Regions from separate parts of the Mus musculus genome. Here region 1 is linked to region 2. The links are chromatin contacts, called in public HiChIP or PLAC-seq maps. All regions are on one chromosome and are shown on one strand. Each heading gives the region's core, a stretch centred on a gene start, on an enhancer-like site or on the middle of the called end of the contact. The rest is flanking DNA. Distances are from core to core; before and after follow the strand shown. Region 1 has its middle 53 kb from the start of 4930515L03Rik. Region 2 overlaps Plxdc2 (plexin domain containing 2).

What was found. HiChIP or PLAC-seq counts read pairs in DNA pulled down with a chosen protein or histone mark.
Region 1: a contact with region 2 is called in an H3K27ac HiChIP or PLAC-seq map of microglia, with 6 times the contacts expected there. The contact joins two enhancer-like sites. A contact is called at or near these places in 4 of 39 promoter capture datasets (liver, maxillary cranial neural crest, second pharyngeal arch cranial neural crest and 1 more) and 3 of 115 datasets of contacts at active chromatin or transcription factors (embryonic stem cells, large pre-B cells and microglia).

Annotation. Positions count from the first base shown.
Region 1 is chr2:17,063,189-17,070,225 of GRCm38.p6, reverse strand. No RefSeq gene overlaps it. Among named protein-coding and RNA genes, the nearest start is that of 4930515L03Rik, 53 kb to the right of the region's middle. Within about 2 kb of position 4,600, at least 12 of the 459 cell types and tissues checked have an H3K27ac peak or open chromatin away from gene starts, as enhancers often do. A contact at or near this core is called in microglia, where this site is marked.
Region 2 is chr2:16,358,652-16,365,226 of GRCm38.p6, reverse strand. All of the region lies in intron 1 of Plxdc2 (plexin domain containing 2), which reads right to left. Among named protein-coding and RNA genes, the nearest start is that of Plxdc2, 5.6 kb to the right of the region's middle. Within about 2 kb of position 2,581, at least 19 of the 459 cell types and tissues checked have an H3K27ac peak or open chromatin away from gene starts, as enhancers often do. A contact at or near this core is called in microglia, where this site is marked.

The DNA.
Region 1 (7,037 bases), core at 3,351-5,850, 700 kb before region 2:
GAATTTGCTTCCTTTCATTCTAGAGCTTCTAGGTTGCTGTCATACTCTTAGTGTATGCTCTCTCTAGTTTCTTTTTGGAGACACTCAGGGCTATAAATTTTATTCTTACAACTGCTTTCATTGTGTCCCTTAAATTTGTGTATGTTGTGGCTCCATTTTCATTAAACTCTAAAAAGTCTTTAATTTCTTTCTTTATTTCTTTCTTGTCCAAGGTATCATTGAGTAGAGTGTTGTTCATTTTCCATATTAATGTTGGCTTTCTATTATTTATGCTGTTAGTGAAGATCAGCCTTAGTCTTTGGTGATCTGATAGGGTGCATGGGATAATTTCAATATTTTTGTATCTTTTGAGGCCTGTTTAGTGACCAATTATCTGGTCAATTTTGGAGGAGGTACCATGAGGTACTGAGAAGAAGGTATATCCTTTTGTTTTAGGATAAAATGTTTTGTAGATATCTGTTAAATCCATTTGTTTCATAACTTCTGTTAGTGTCCATGTGTCTCTGTTTAGTTTCAGTTTCCAGTATCTGTCCATTGGTGAGAGTGGGGTGTTGATATCTCCCACTATTATTGTGTGCTTTGGGTTTTACTAGTTTCTTCAATGAATGTGGCTGCCCTTGCATTTGGAGCATAGATATTTAGAATTGAGAGTTCATCTTGGTAGATTTTAACTTTTTTTTTTATCTTTCCATTATGTAAAGTATAGTTTATTTATTTAATTTTTAAATAATAGGATTTTTATTAGGTATATTCTTCATTTACATTCCCAGTGCTATCCCAAAAGTTCCCCATACCCTTCCCCCAACTCCCCTACCTACCCACTCCCAATTCTTGGTTTTGGTGCTCCCCTGTACTGAGGCATATAAAGTTTGCATGACCAATGGGCCTCTCTTTCCACTGATGGCCGACTAGGCCATCTTCTGATACATATGCAGCTAGAGAGACAAGCTCCGGGGGGTACTGGTTAGTTCATATTGTTTTTCCACCTACAGGGTTGCAGATTACTTTAGCTGCTTGGTACTTTCTCTAGCTCCTCCATTGGGGGCCCTGTGATCCATCCAATAGCTGACTGTGAGCATCCACTTCTGTGTTTGCTAGGCCCAGGCATAGTCTCACAAGAGATAGCTATATCAGGGTCCTTTCTTTGATGAGTATGAAGTGCCCCTCCTTGTCTTTTTTGATATCTTTGTGTTGGAAGTCAATTTTATTCAATATTAGAATGGCTACTCCAGGTTGTTTCTTTGGACCATTTGCTTGGTAAATTGTTTTCCAGCCTTTTATTCTGAGGTAGTGTCTGTCTTTATCCCTGAGGTGTGTTTCCTGTAAGCAAAAAAAAATGTTGGGTCCTGTTTGTGTAGCCAGTCTGTTAGTCTATGTCTTTTTATTGGGCAATTGATTCCATGGATGTTATGAGACATCAAAGAAAAGTTATTGTTGCTTCCTGTCATTTTTGTTGTTAAAATTGGGAATCTGTTCTTGTGGTTGTATTCTTTTAGTTTCGTTAAAGGATTACTTTCTTGCTTTTTTTAGGGTGTAGTTTCTATCATTGTGTTGGTGTTTTCCCTTTATTATCCTATGAAGGGCTGGATTTTTGGAAAGATTTTGTGTGAATTTGGTTTTGTCATGTAATACTTTGGTTTCTCCATCTACGGTAATTGAGAGTTTTGCTGGGTATAGTAGCCTGGGGCTGGCATTTGTGTTCTCTTGGGGTCTGTATAACATCTGTCCAGGATCTTCTGGCTTTCATAGTCTCTGGAGAGAAGTCTGGAGTAACTCTGATAGGCCTGCTTTTATATGTTACTTGACCTTTTCCCCTTACAGCTTTTAATATTCTGTCTTTATTTAGTGCATTTGTTGTTCTGATTATTATGTGTCAGGAGGAATTTCTTTTCTGGTCCAGTCAAATTGCAGTTCTGTTAGCTTCTTGTACTTCATGAGCATCTATCTCTTTCTTTAGGTATGGGAAGTTTTCTTCTATTACTTTGTTGAAGATATTTGCTGGCCCTTTAAGTTGAAAATCTTCATTCTCATCTACTCCTGTTATCCATAGGCTTGGTCTTCTCATTGTGTCCTGGATTTCCTTGATTTTTGAATTAGGATCTTTTTGCATTTTGCATTTTCTTTGATAGTTGTGTCCATGTTCCCTATGGAATCTTCTACACCTGAGATTCTCTCTTCTATCTCTTGTATTCTGTTGCTGATGCTCACATCTATGGTTCCTGATATCTTTCCTAGGGTTTCTATCTCCAGAGTTGTCTCCCTTTGTGTTTTCTTCATTGTTTCTACTTCCATTTGTAGATCTTGGATAGTTTTGTTCAATTCCATTGTCTGTTTGGTTGTGTTTTCCTGCAATTCTTTAAGGGATTTTTGTGTTTCTTCTACCTGTTTAGCAGTGTTTGCCTGTAGTTCTTTAAGGACTGCTATCTGTTTAGCAGTGTTCTCCTGTAATTCCTTGACGGATTTTTGTGCTTCTTCTTTAAGGGCTTCTACCTCTGTAGCACTGTTCTCCTGTATTTCTTTAAGTGGGTTATTCATGCCCTTCTTTAAATATTCTACCACTATCAAGATATATGATTTTAAATCTGCATCTTGCTTGTCGTGTGTGTTGGGATATCCAGGACTTGTTGTGGTAGTCATACTGGGTTCTAATGATGCCCAGTGTTCTTGATTTCTGTTAGAAAGATCCTTACGTTTGCCTTTTGTCCTCTGGAAATGTTCAAGCTATCTCTGGTTGGAGCTTGTGATTCTGTTAGCCTCTGTCAGCAGTCCTGGGAGTCCAACTCTCACCTGAGTTCCGGTTGTCAGAGCACTCTCTGCAGGCAAGCTTTCCTCTTGCAGGGTAGGTGTCCAGCAGTCTGGAGCTCTGATCCACCTCCTGAGTCCTGGGGTCAGATCCCTCCCTGTAGGCCGACTCTCCTCTGGCAAGGAATGTGCCCAGGGGCCTGGGTCTCAGCTCTGCCTCCTGGCTGAGGATGAAGGCCCAAGAGGACCCTGACCAAGAAGCTCTGTTGCTTCTATTGCCCACATGCTTTCAGGTGATCAGGAGGTCCTGGGTGTGCTAGGGGTCCTGAGTCTTGGAGAGTCCTCTGGTACTCTAGACACCCTCAGCCGGATTCAAGCAGAAGATAGTGAGGCTGGCCCCGACCTAAATGGATCCAAGCCTCTGGCCGGAGGGGTTCCTCCATCCCTGTTCCTTCTGGCACAAGACCCTCCGCAATTCTTGAATCTGGTGTGGCGTTCCACTCACCTGTGATCCTGAGGTGATTCCGAGGTCCTGTGGCATGGAGAGCACTCTGGAGCCCTTAGCAGCCTCCACTGGGCTCAGAAGGAAGATCTCCGTTGTCTTTGTAACCTGCCTCAATTTTCCTTCTGAATTCTTTGACCTCTTAATTTTAAAGTAAAAAATCTGTTTTCTAGAATTTCTTCAGTGCTGACTAGGGACTTAGATTCTGCATGCCCAGTGATCACAACATGCCTGCTCTTAGGGGAGATCATGAAATCCAGGAGACTGGAAGGAATCTGGAAGATATGATTACATTAGTTGGGACATTAAACCATGAAAACACATTTATCTTCTTCATTTTTTCCCCATTTTTCTTAACCATGATGTGCTTGGGAACAGCAATGCTAGTGAAGCATTAAGATTGAAGACAGAATCCGGCAGGAGTTAGTGTGAGTTTGTAGATCTTGTCCAAGTTGTCAGGTATACACTGAGCTTCCTACTCTAACAATGATAATATTTCCTCTTGCATTCTGTCAGAATCAAAGGCCTGGAAAAAAGGGCATAGAGTGTTCCTATACTTTATAAAAAGGAAAGCAAGACTCCAGTAGTCAATGTGACTGGGTTGTGACCACACACTCCAAATCAGTTTCCAGAGTGCTTTAGTGGACAAGATGAATCTTGATTACTAAGGCATGTCAACACTATTTTTCTATGAAGAGTCACCATGGCTTACAAGGACATTTCTTTCTAGTGACTCCTGGGGAGTCTATAGGCATTTTCCCATAACTGTTACTTTCACGATCTTTTCATAGAAAACAAACAAACAAAACCCCAAATAACAACAACAACCAAAAAAAAAAATCAGAAAATAAGCAAAGCCAAATTTAGAAGTCTTATGTGAGGAGCCGCCCTTGCAATCGCCATTACAAGATGGTGCTGATATCCGGTGTTCTAACTGGTAAACAAATAGTCTACATATGTGCTGGGGTATTTTTCTATTCCTTGTGCCCTGCCTGTCTCGTGGCGTCATCTGGCATCATCTGGCGTCATCTGGGCTGATGATAGTGGTCAGGAGATAGTGAGCAGCCAGTCAGGGTGAAATAGGTCTCCAACCCCTCTTGTGGTCTATTTAAGGACCAAGTCTCCTGTGTTCTAAGCCTCCTCCCCCAGAAGCTAATGATCTTTCTCTCGAGATGCATTAAAGCTATGCTGCAGAAGAACCCATGTGTGTCCTGTGTGTGTGTCCTTGCTGGCGAGACTCCATATCATATTACAGAAACATCTGGTGCCGAAGATCCCGGGAATTCTACAACATTGCCGGCATGGAGGAGGTCCCCCGGAAACGGGGCGGGTCCAGAACTGCAGTGGAAAGTTCAGAGAGACATGCTTAACCGTGAGCCTGTTGTTCCCTTTAACTTTGGTCTCAATCTAGAAGCACTGTAGGACGGGTTGGTAGAAGTTTTGGTTTTTGTAACCCTGCCATTTGTTTTCTTTCTCCTGGTATTTTATTGTGTTTATTGTGGATAGTGTGACCTTGAGGTGCGGTCAGTCCTACGTAAATAAACGGCAGCACTAATAAGCTCAGTCAGTCTCTCATAGATAAGAGAGCAGAGCGTGGCAGCTTACTTTCACTTCTGCTCCGGGAGCAGGCTTCTGTTTTGGGAGCAAGCTTCTGTTTTGAGAACAGACTTTTGCTTCAGGGACGGACTTTTGCTTTTGAAGCGGAGCCTGGCAGTTACTTTCACTTCTGCTTCAGTGTGCCTTAAGTCGGATGTAGATAAACCGCAGGCGCAATGGGGTCCTCACAGTCAATTGTAAACACACTGCAAATTGTCCTTAAGCAGAGAGACCTCAAGATAGCCACATGCACTCTACAAAATTTTGTCAAAGAGATTGACCGTGTTGCTCCATGGTATGCTTGCTCAGGTTCCCTGACCACAGCCTCGTGGAACAAGTTAGGAAGAGACCTAGGTAGAAAATTTGAGGAAGGAGATTTACGCCTAGGCACTAAGGCAATTTGGAAATTAATAAAGAATTGCTTGGAAGATGAGACCTGCCAACCTGCAGTGGTTGAGGGACAAGAAACGTTAGAAGAGGTTCAAGACAGCATGCCAGAAACTGAACGGTGCGAGAGATAAGGAGCTCATAAAAAGAAAAAAAAAAAGACATGTCTAAGGGAAAAAGGACCTCCCCGGAAGTTAGAAAAGGGGAGAGTTTAGAAAAGGAAAAAAGAGAAAAACAAAAGATAATATAAAATATAAAGATACAAAAGATAATATAAATTATAAAGATACAAAGGATAAAAATTAAAATTAAGTTAATTTACCCTCCTCTCGAAGACTTTGACTAAAGAGGCAGCTTTCATTAAAGGTTTGAAGATAAGTCTCAGGGTCACTGTACCTCCTCTCATTCTCTGGCAGTATTCCCAGAAGAAGGAGATAAGGAAGTTAGAGTCTGAATATGAGAGAGAGAGGATGAGTTTTAGAAAAGCAGTTGTCCCCTGTTTGGGATCTTTAAAAAGAGAGAGGGAGAGAGAGAGAGAGAGAGAGAGAGAGAGAGAGAGAGAGAGAGAGAGAGAGAGAGAGAGAGAGAGAAAGTGAAAATAAGCTATTTCAGAGTGCTCCTGGGGAACAGAAGAAAAATGGGAGACGTCCTGTTTTCTCTCTGCCTCCTATGGAGATTTTCTTAGCTCTGGTTAAAATATCTGTGTCCCTTTGAGACACCAAGTTCTATTCTCTGTCTGTCTATTGTCTGTTTTTGGTGCACCAAAACAAATTGTCTATATGTCTGTCAATTCGTGTTTGTTTTTGTTATGTTGTTTGAATGGTTATTGTTCTATGTTTCCTGTTGAAAAATATAAATGGTTAAAACTTGTCTTAAAAAGCAGTTTCAATTTGCACAAGTACAAGCTGATAAATTAGCTGCACTGTGGCTGGGAGTCAAGTACAGCTGAAAAAGCTTGCTGAGAGCCGATTACAAATGGAGCTCTTAAAGGGGCAGGCAGCCTTTTGCTTGTAACAGAAAGTTAGCTTAAATCTGGGAACTCAAGGTTAGAGTCTTTCTAAACAACATGAACAAACACAAGAAAACAGGTCTTTAAGGATACTTCAACATAGGGATATTCTTTGAGCCAAGACTCTGGCAGAGTGTTCAGATTGAGAAAAGTTTGCGTTTGGGTTAAGGCTGAGCTCAGAGAGGAGCAGCCTCAGCGGGGCTTATGTGGCACTTAAGAATTTACTTCTAGTGAACTGGTGACCATTAAAGGTTTTTGCCCCTAGGTATGGCTAACATAGCTTAACAATATGTAAAAAAAATTTTATTATCAGCTTCAATACAAGAAGCAAAAGGTTTAAATCTTTCAGTATATATTGTTTCCTAAGTGAAAAGTATTTTATTAGCTAATGTCTCTAAAGGGAAGTTTAAAGTTCTAGAGAATAGTTGTTGCTTCATAAGATTCAGAGGCAATATCTTTTTTAATAATTAGGGTTTCAGTCATACTGGAAAATTGGTACAAATTTACTTCAAAATTTTATTTCCAAAAGCTTACAGGATATGTTAATTGGCTAAGACCTCACCTTAAACTCGCCACAGGAGGATCTAAGCCTTTGTTAGGTGCTTTCAAGTGAGATTCCAATTAACTGGTGAGAACCAAAAAGGCTTTAACAGAAAGTAGAAGAAACTTCTGTAATCTATTAGTATCAATTGTAAGTAGTGGTAATCAAATATTAGTTACATATTCTAGTTATTTTTATTAAATGTGTCCACAGCTATTTTTTTGGCAAAAATAAACATTAATGTAAAATCATCCTTCTTC
Region 2 (6,575 bases), core at 1,332-3,831:
TATATGTATCTCCATAAAATCTAGGATCCACAAATAAGAGAACAAATATGATAACTGCCTTTCTGACCCCACAACTTAAATGATAATCTAAAATGATAATCTCCAATAAGATGTAGGACATTTTTCTACAGTACTCTGTATGGGTCCAGAGAGCATTATCTTCACAGGACAAGAGCAAAAATGAAATGTCATCTTTCCCTGCTCCCGTTTGCCTGGAGCTCACTCTCCTTTGGGTAATTCATGAGTCAGACAAACATGACTTTCCTTGGTTATCTTTTGAGCTAAACTGTGGTTTCCTCTGTGTTTTCTAAGAATTATATAGGAACTGTGGTGAGTTTGATAATGTTATCAGGAGAGAGCATCAATCCTCTACCTTGGAACAGTCATACAACAGAAAATAGTCACTGCCATGAGGGCACTATTAACAATTTCTTGTCAGCTATCCTGGCATTTTTTCTGTCTATTAGCAGTTGTAGGAAACAAACTTCACAGTTTCCAGTTATTTAAGGCTTGAATATTTTTTTCATCAGAAATACTCTTTTTATTACCAGCATGTATAATATTTTTTATTATATTTTATTTTTATTTTTTACACTCTATATTCCACACCCCCCCATCCACATCCCACACCTATCCACCCCCTGTCTCCAAATGGATGCCCCCACCTCCCACCCCACTTGGTTAGGTACATCATCTCTGAATGAACACAGACCTGAAAGTCCTCTACTGTATGTGTGTTAGGGGCCTCATATCAGCTGGTGTATGCTGTCTGTTTGGTGGTCCAGTGTTTGAGAGATTTCCGGGGCCCAGATTAATTGCGACTGCTGGTCCTCCTACAGAACTGCCCTTCTCCTCAGCTTCTTTCAGCCTTCCCTAATTCAACAACAGGGATCACCTGCTTCTGTCCATTGGTTGGGTGCAAATATCTGCATCTGACTCTTTCAGCTGCTTGTTGGGTCTTTCAGAGGGCAGTCATGATAGATCCCTTTTTGTGAGCGCTCCATAGCCTCAGTAATAGTGTCAGGCCTTGGGACCTCCCCTTGAGACTTGAATTTTTAACAAGTGACTCCAAACATAACATGATTCCAATCAAAACTCCAAGAGTTTTATTTAGCAAAACCTAAAACACTGATACTATATGCTATAAATGACTATAGAAAAAACAACAACAAAACAAAACAAAGAACCTATGAGCATAGCCAAAGCACCTGAAGAGCACGAACAAGAAGAACGGCTTTGCCCCATCAGATACAAAGACTTATTCTGAAGAAATAAAACTGTGTGATATGAGCACAGTAATAATTATGAGTTTCCTCCCTTTATCTTTGAAGTTTATTAGCTTTGTAGGGATTACCCCAGGAATTATCTTTTACAGCTGAGCATTCACAGGCCCAGGAATCTGGAAATGCGAGCTCTACATGAAAGATGAGTAACTCCTGCCTGTGGCAAGAAGAAATATAAGCAAGGACATACAGACCACCCTGCTCACAAGAGCACTAATTACCTAACCATGAACAATTATATAAATCTACAAGGAGAAAATTAGCACCAGAAAAGTCACAAGCAATATCAAAAGTAAAGAAAAATCAGAAGGCATTTATTACCAATCAATTTTTGATTCTTGGAATTATCGAGCTAAAATGCTAAATTAAAAAAAAAAGTCAAGGGTGCACATTGTCAAAACCTAAGTAGTGAATAGGCAGAGTTTAAAGCAAAATCAAATGGCAGAATTCCTAAAAATTGTTGTGTACATTAAGCATGCATAAGCTCCTATTAAGAAGACATAAACCAGCAATAATTAAAGGAGGTTGAAATTACTTTTAATCAAAAGGTCAGGATTAGTTTTTATTTGTCTGTTCTTCTAAAATCAGGACCCCATAAGTACTGAGAAGATGAATCAATATACCACAAACCAGTTCACATATCCTTGGTGTGAGTGTTTCACAGGTAGATTATATTTATATGATCTGTAGGGAGTCCTTTCTCAGTTTATGGAGGGAAAGAGCAAAAATGGAGATGGGACACTCAAAAGAAAGCCCATGTAATACTGGGTTGTATTCAACTATGCTTGCAAGAAGGTTAAGATGTCAAAGAGCAAAAGCACACACTACATAATTTTATTTTCTGAGTTGATGGAGTTTCAACCTTGGGAAAAATGAAGCAGATATGTATAAGGATTCGGCATGCGCTTCACCACAATATACCTAGAAGACTGTCATGCTCTAGTACAAGCACAGAAATAGTGACCACGGCCCACTGTGGAGGCTGTAAAGAGCGAGTAAAGAGGAGCTATCAGTGCTAGAGCTGCTTGGCGAGCCACTGGAGGAATAAGTCTAGTCTGGACTTTAGGTTTGCTTAGAACATACTTTGCTATTTTCAAACAAGCCTATGGACTCTGTTTAAGTGCACAAATCTAGATATTCATTCCAAATCATGCTGTCTTTTTCATTCAAATTGGAAATGACTTCACTGTCTAGAAACACAAAGTGGTATTTTCTACACATGCCTTTTTGTTCTGTTAGTTTGGCTTGGCAATCCGTGACACTGTATGTGGTGGAGGAAGTGTGCAAACGAAAGCACCCTTACTAGACTGGTACTCTGTGTTGGTCTCCCCAGTGGATTAGAATCACTGTATGGGGTCAGAACGAAGGCACTCACTGGAGAAAGAATGTCCAGGATACAATGCTCTAGAGATAATTAAAGCTAAATTTGGAAGTGGAGGGTTGTGTTCAGAACAAAAGAAAAGTTTGGAATTCATCAGATTCAGACTAAGTGGACCTCGAAAAACCAAAAAAAAAAAAAAAAAAAAAAAAAGACTAAGTGGAAAAGCAGGTTAGTAATACATAACTGAATGTACTGTAGAGATTTGATAAGATTCACTTCTTTCTGACTTTCCAAGTAAATTGAGGATGATATTTTAAGTGAGTAAAGATCCCTTAGTCTGCTTTCTGTTTATGTACCAGAATCCCTGATACTGCCTTGGACGGAAGAGAGGTAACTAACCACATGGTTGACACAGAAAACTTTGAATGTGTTAAGTTACAAGCTCGTCAGAGAATAAACCAAAGCTTGGCACTTGATAATAAATAATTAGTCACAGAATTGTCATTCTGGCATTAAGTATTTTTTAACAAGCCTGTCTTGCATTGTCACAGCACAGAGGAGAAACAGAAAACAAAGAAGAGACAACCACTCAGAGACAGGGGTCAGTCTACAACAGCTGCCCTGGAAAACTGCCCTAATCTTCGGAACAGCCCTAGTGTGCTTAAAGGCAATACCATGTTTCAGTGCTGTTTACTTGGGAACCAAATTTCAATCTGCAGTTTGGCTGGACCCAGCCACAACAAAAACATGCTGAAGGTAACAAGCTCATACGCAAAGTACAGGAGAGAAAGCCTACTTATCAGTTGACCGCTGAACATAAACTGGACTTTGAACTCTTTTAGGAGTCCCATATTTGAAAGGTAATAAGTTGGGCTGAGGATGTAGCTGAATGGGAAGAACACTTGCCTAGAATGTCTGAGTCCCTGGGTTTGGTCACCCCACCCCTGAACACCACAAATAAGCAAGAACTAATAAATCATAGGTCAAGACCAGTGGTTTCAACCTTCCTAATGCTTTGATCCCATATTACAGTTGTGTTGTTGTGTTGTTGTGTTGTAGTGACCCGCAATCATAAATTTTTTTGTTTTGCAACATCATAACTGTAAATTTGTCATTGTTGTGAACAGAAATATAAAATATCTGTGTTACTAATTATTAGTGCGAGCTAATTCATGTTAAATGTACATAATTATTTTTAGGAATTCTGCCATTTGATTTTGCTTCTAAATTCTGCCTATTCACTACTTAGGTCTTACCTCTGTGAAAGGGTCATTTGACCCCCAAAAGGGGTCACAACCCACAGGTTGACAATCTCTGATCAGGAAGATATAATTAAATAAAGTTCAAATAAGCATCATTAATAATTATTAGGGGCTGGAGAGATGGCTCAGTGGTTAAGAGCACTGAGTGCTTTTTCAGAGGTTCTGAGTTCAATTCCCAGAAACCACATGGTGGGTGGCTCACCACCATCTGTAATGGGATCTGATACCCTCTTCTGGTTTGTCTGAAGAGAGCTTCTCTCTCTCTCTCTGTGTGTGTGTGTGTGTGTGTATGTGTGTAAATTATCATACCAGGTAATGGTTGAACTTCTTTCCCTGGGGAGGCAGAGACAGAAGGATCTCTGACATTGAGGCCAGCCTGGTCTACAAAGTGAGTTCCAGGACACCTGAGGCTTCAAAGGCTTACTCCATGGACAAACAAGCCAAATAAAAAATACAATAAAAATAGAAGGCTTAAGGCAAGTAGACATCTGCCAGAGCATTGGGGCACTTTGCTAGACCTACCTAGAGCATACACTCTGCTTTTAAATTATTATTCTATGAAGATAATTTTTAATATCCATTTCCACCTTATTGATTAAAAGCAATTTATGTTAAGAATTACTTAAAAGTCTCCCAGGAGCATACTGAGGTCAAAAATCCATCCTGAACTACAGCGATAATGTTATTCCATTTAGTCTTGCAAGTATTTATTATATGCCTGTATGGTACATGCTGCAGCAGATTCATAAAGATGACAAGGGACCCTGATTGCAGGGACCAGTGTGCTGGTCTAATAGAATTATGATAGAGATGGATCAGTACAAACAAGAGAAAACACCATAACCAACAGACATACAAAGTCCTTAAAGTTCTTCAAAGGAAGCAGTAAGTCAGAGTATAAGTTTAGGTAGAGATAGGACTAGTGACAAAAAGAACAAGAGGATGACAAGACAGTAGGAACATGTGGCCCTCACTCAGGGAATATTTGGTGAGAATTCAAGAATACAGAAGGTGATGGGGTGGAGCATTGGCTCATGCCCTAAGCTCATGGTCTTCAAAACAAGTGGAAAATCTCAAGATCACAGCTGTGGGCCAATTCATTCATCTTTAAAAATAGTGCTTCTGCAATTGGAGGTAACATTTAGAAACAAAAAAGGGTGCATGTTGTCTACATCTCTACAGGGGTCTGTTTGATTCTTACAGAGAAGAAACTTGCAACACCTTGCATTTCCAATTACATTCAAGCATATTCTCAAGGATGAGGAATAGTAACATCCATTCCTTATGTATGGACAACTTATGTATGTATGATACAATTACAATAGCTTAAACGATGATGTTTATTATGTAATAATAGTTATAAGCCTCTATGCAGGCATCCAAGGACGAAAATCCTACTCTAGACCATGTTTCTGTAGCAATATAACTTACGCAAACTCAAGCTACAAAAATCTTTCTCAATTTTATGTTAAGTATCTTATGGAAAGTTGTGAGTCATTGCTAGAGAAGAACAATTAACCCGCAGATGCAATAATCTGACCCACACTTGCTTTACAGGAAACACTCATGTGGATTATCTCTATGTTATAAATTTTTGTTATAGATACTGATGCTAACAGAAACTTCAGCCACAGGAAATCAACAGGAATATTGCTAACTAAGCTGGCCCACTTCACTGGAAAGGAAGCACAAAAAATATCCAAGCAGAGAAAAACACAGTGAAAACAACAAGAAAATGACAGATTAAATATGAACTACATGTCCCTAGAACACAAAAACATTAGAAACAGGAACAGAGGAAATTAGTGGTTTCTCTGCCCTCTGGTGGCAATAAAACCAACCACAGCATTAGAAAAGTAAAAAGCACAACAAACAAATCTGTTATGAAATCAGATGTTTGCCCTTTGCCAAAATGCCCGTGGTAAAAAAATAAAACCCTGATTGTCGCATGCTACCTTTCACCTTCTGAAGTAGTTTCAGGATATTTAATTTTCAGATAAGTCATCTTACAGTGGAAAATAGAGTGTTTTCTTTTTTTTTTTTTTCTTCTGTGTTACCTTTCTGTGTTATATATTCAGTAGGTTAAAATCCCCGAATTCCGAGATAATTTCATAAAACTTCATGCGGAGTGTTGTTTGATTTATAGTTAATTCCCCGTCCCCAATCCTGTGAGCACAATGTTTCTAAGAGGTCCACCAGAAATAGTGAATTAGTTTAAAATGCTGGTGTATTTATGTTATCAACAAAGGCATGCCATACTCCCCAAAGCCAAAGCTTTCCACCAGCTGGTCTGCTCTGTGTGCAATGAATTTCATCCTCAGGTTTGCCTTAGAATAGCAAACTTAACATGGGTGCCAGTATATTATATACTCAGTAGTTAAATGAAAATTCCTAGTCTCTCTTTTATGTAGTTTTGCTGTAAATATATTATTTGCTTCCAGTACCAAAGAAGTTTTTAAACAAACAACTCAGGATGAATGTCCCCTCCTTTTTTGCAAAATTGCTTTGCATATTCATTTACTCCAAATAAGCTTATGGAGATGACTACTGCATCTTTTAAAGTGTTGCTTTCTGAAGAAAGTAAAACTGTTATTTTTTTCAGCCAATGCAATGTGCCAAGAAAATAAACAGAAATATGGTGTGCTAATATAAATTATAAATAGCCAAGAACTTATGTTCATTGATGAGGATGACCAGAGGTGACAAAAA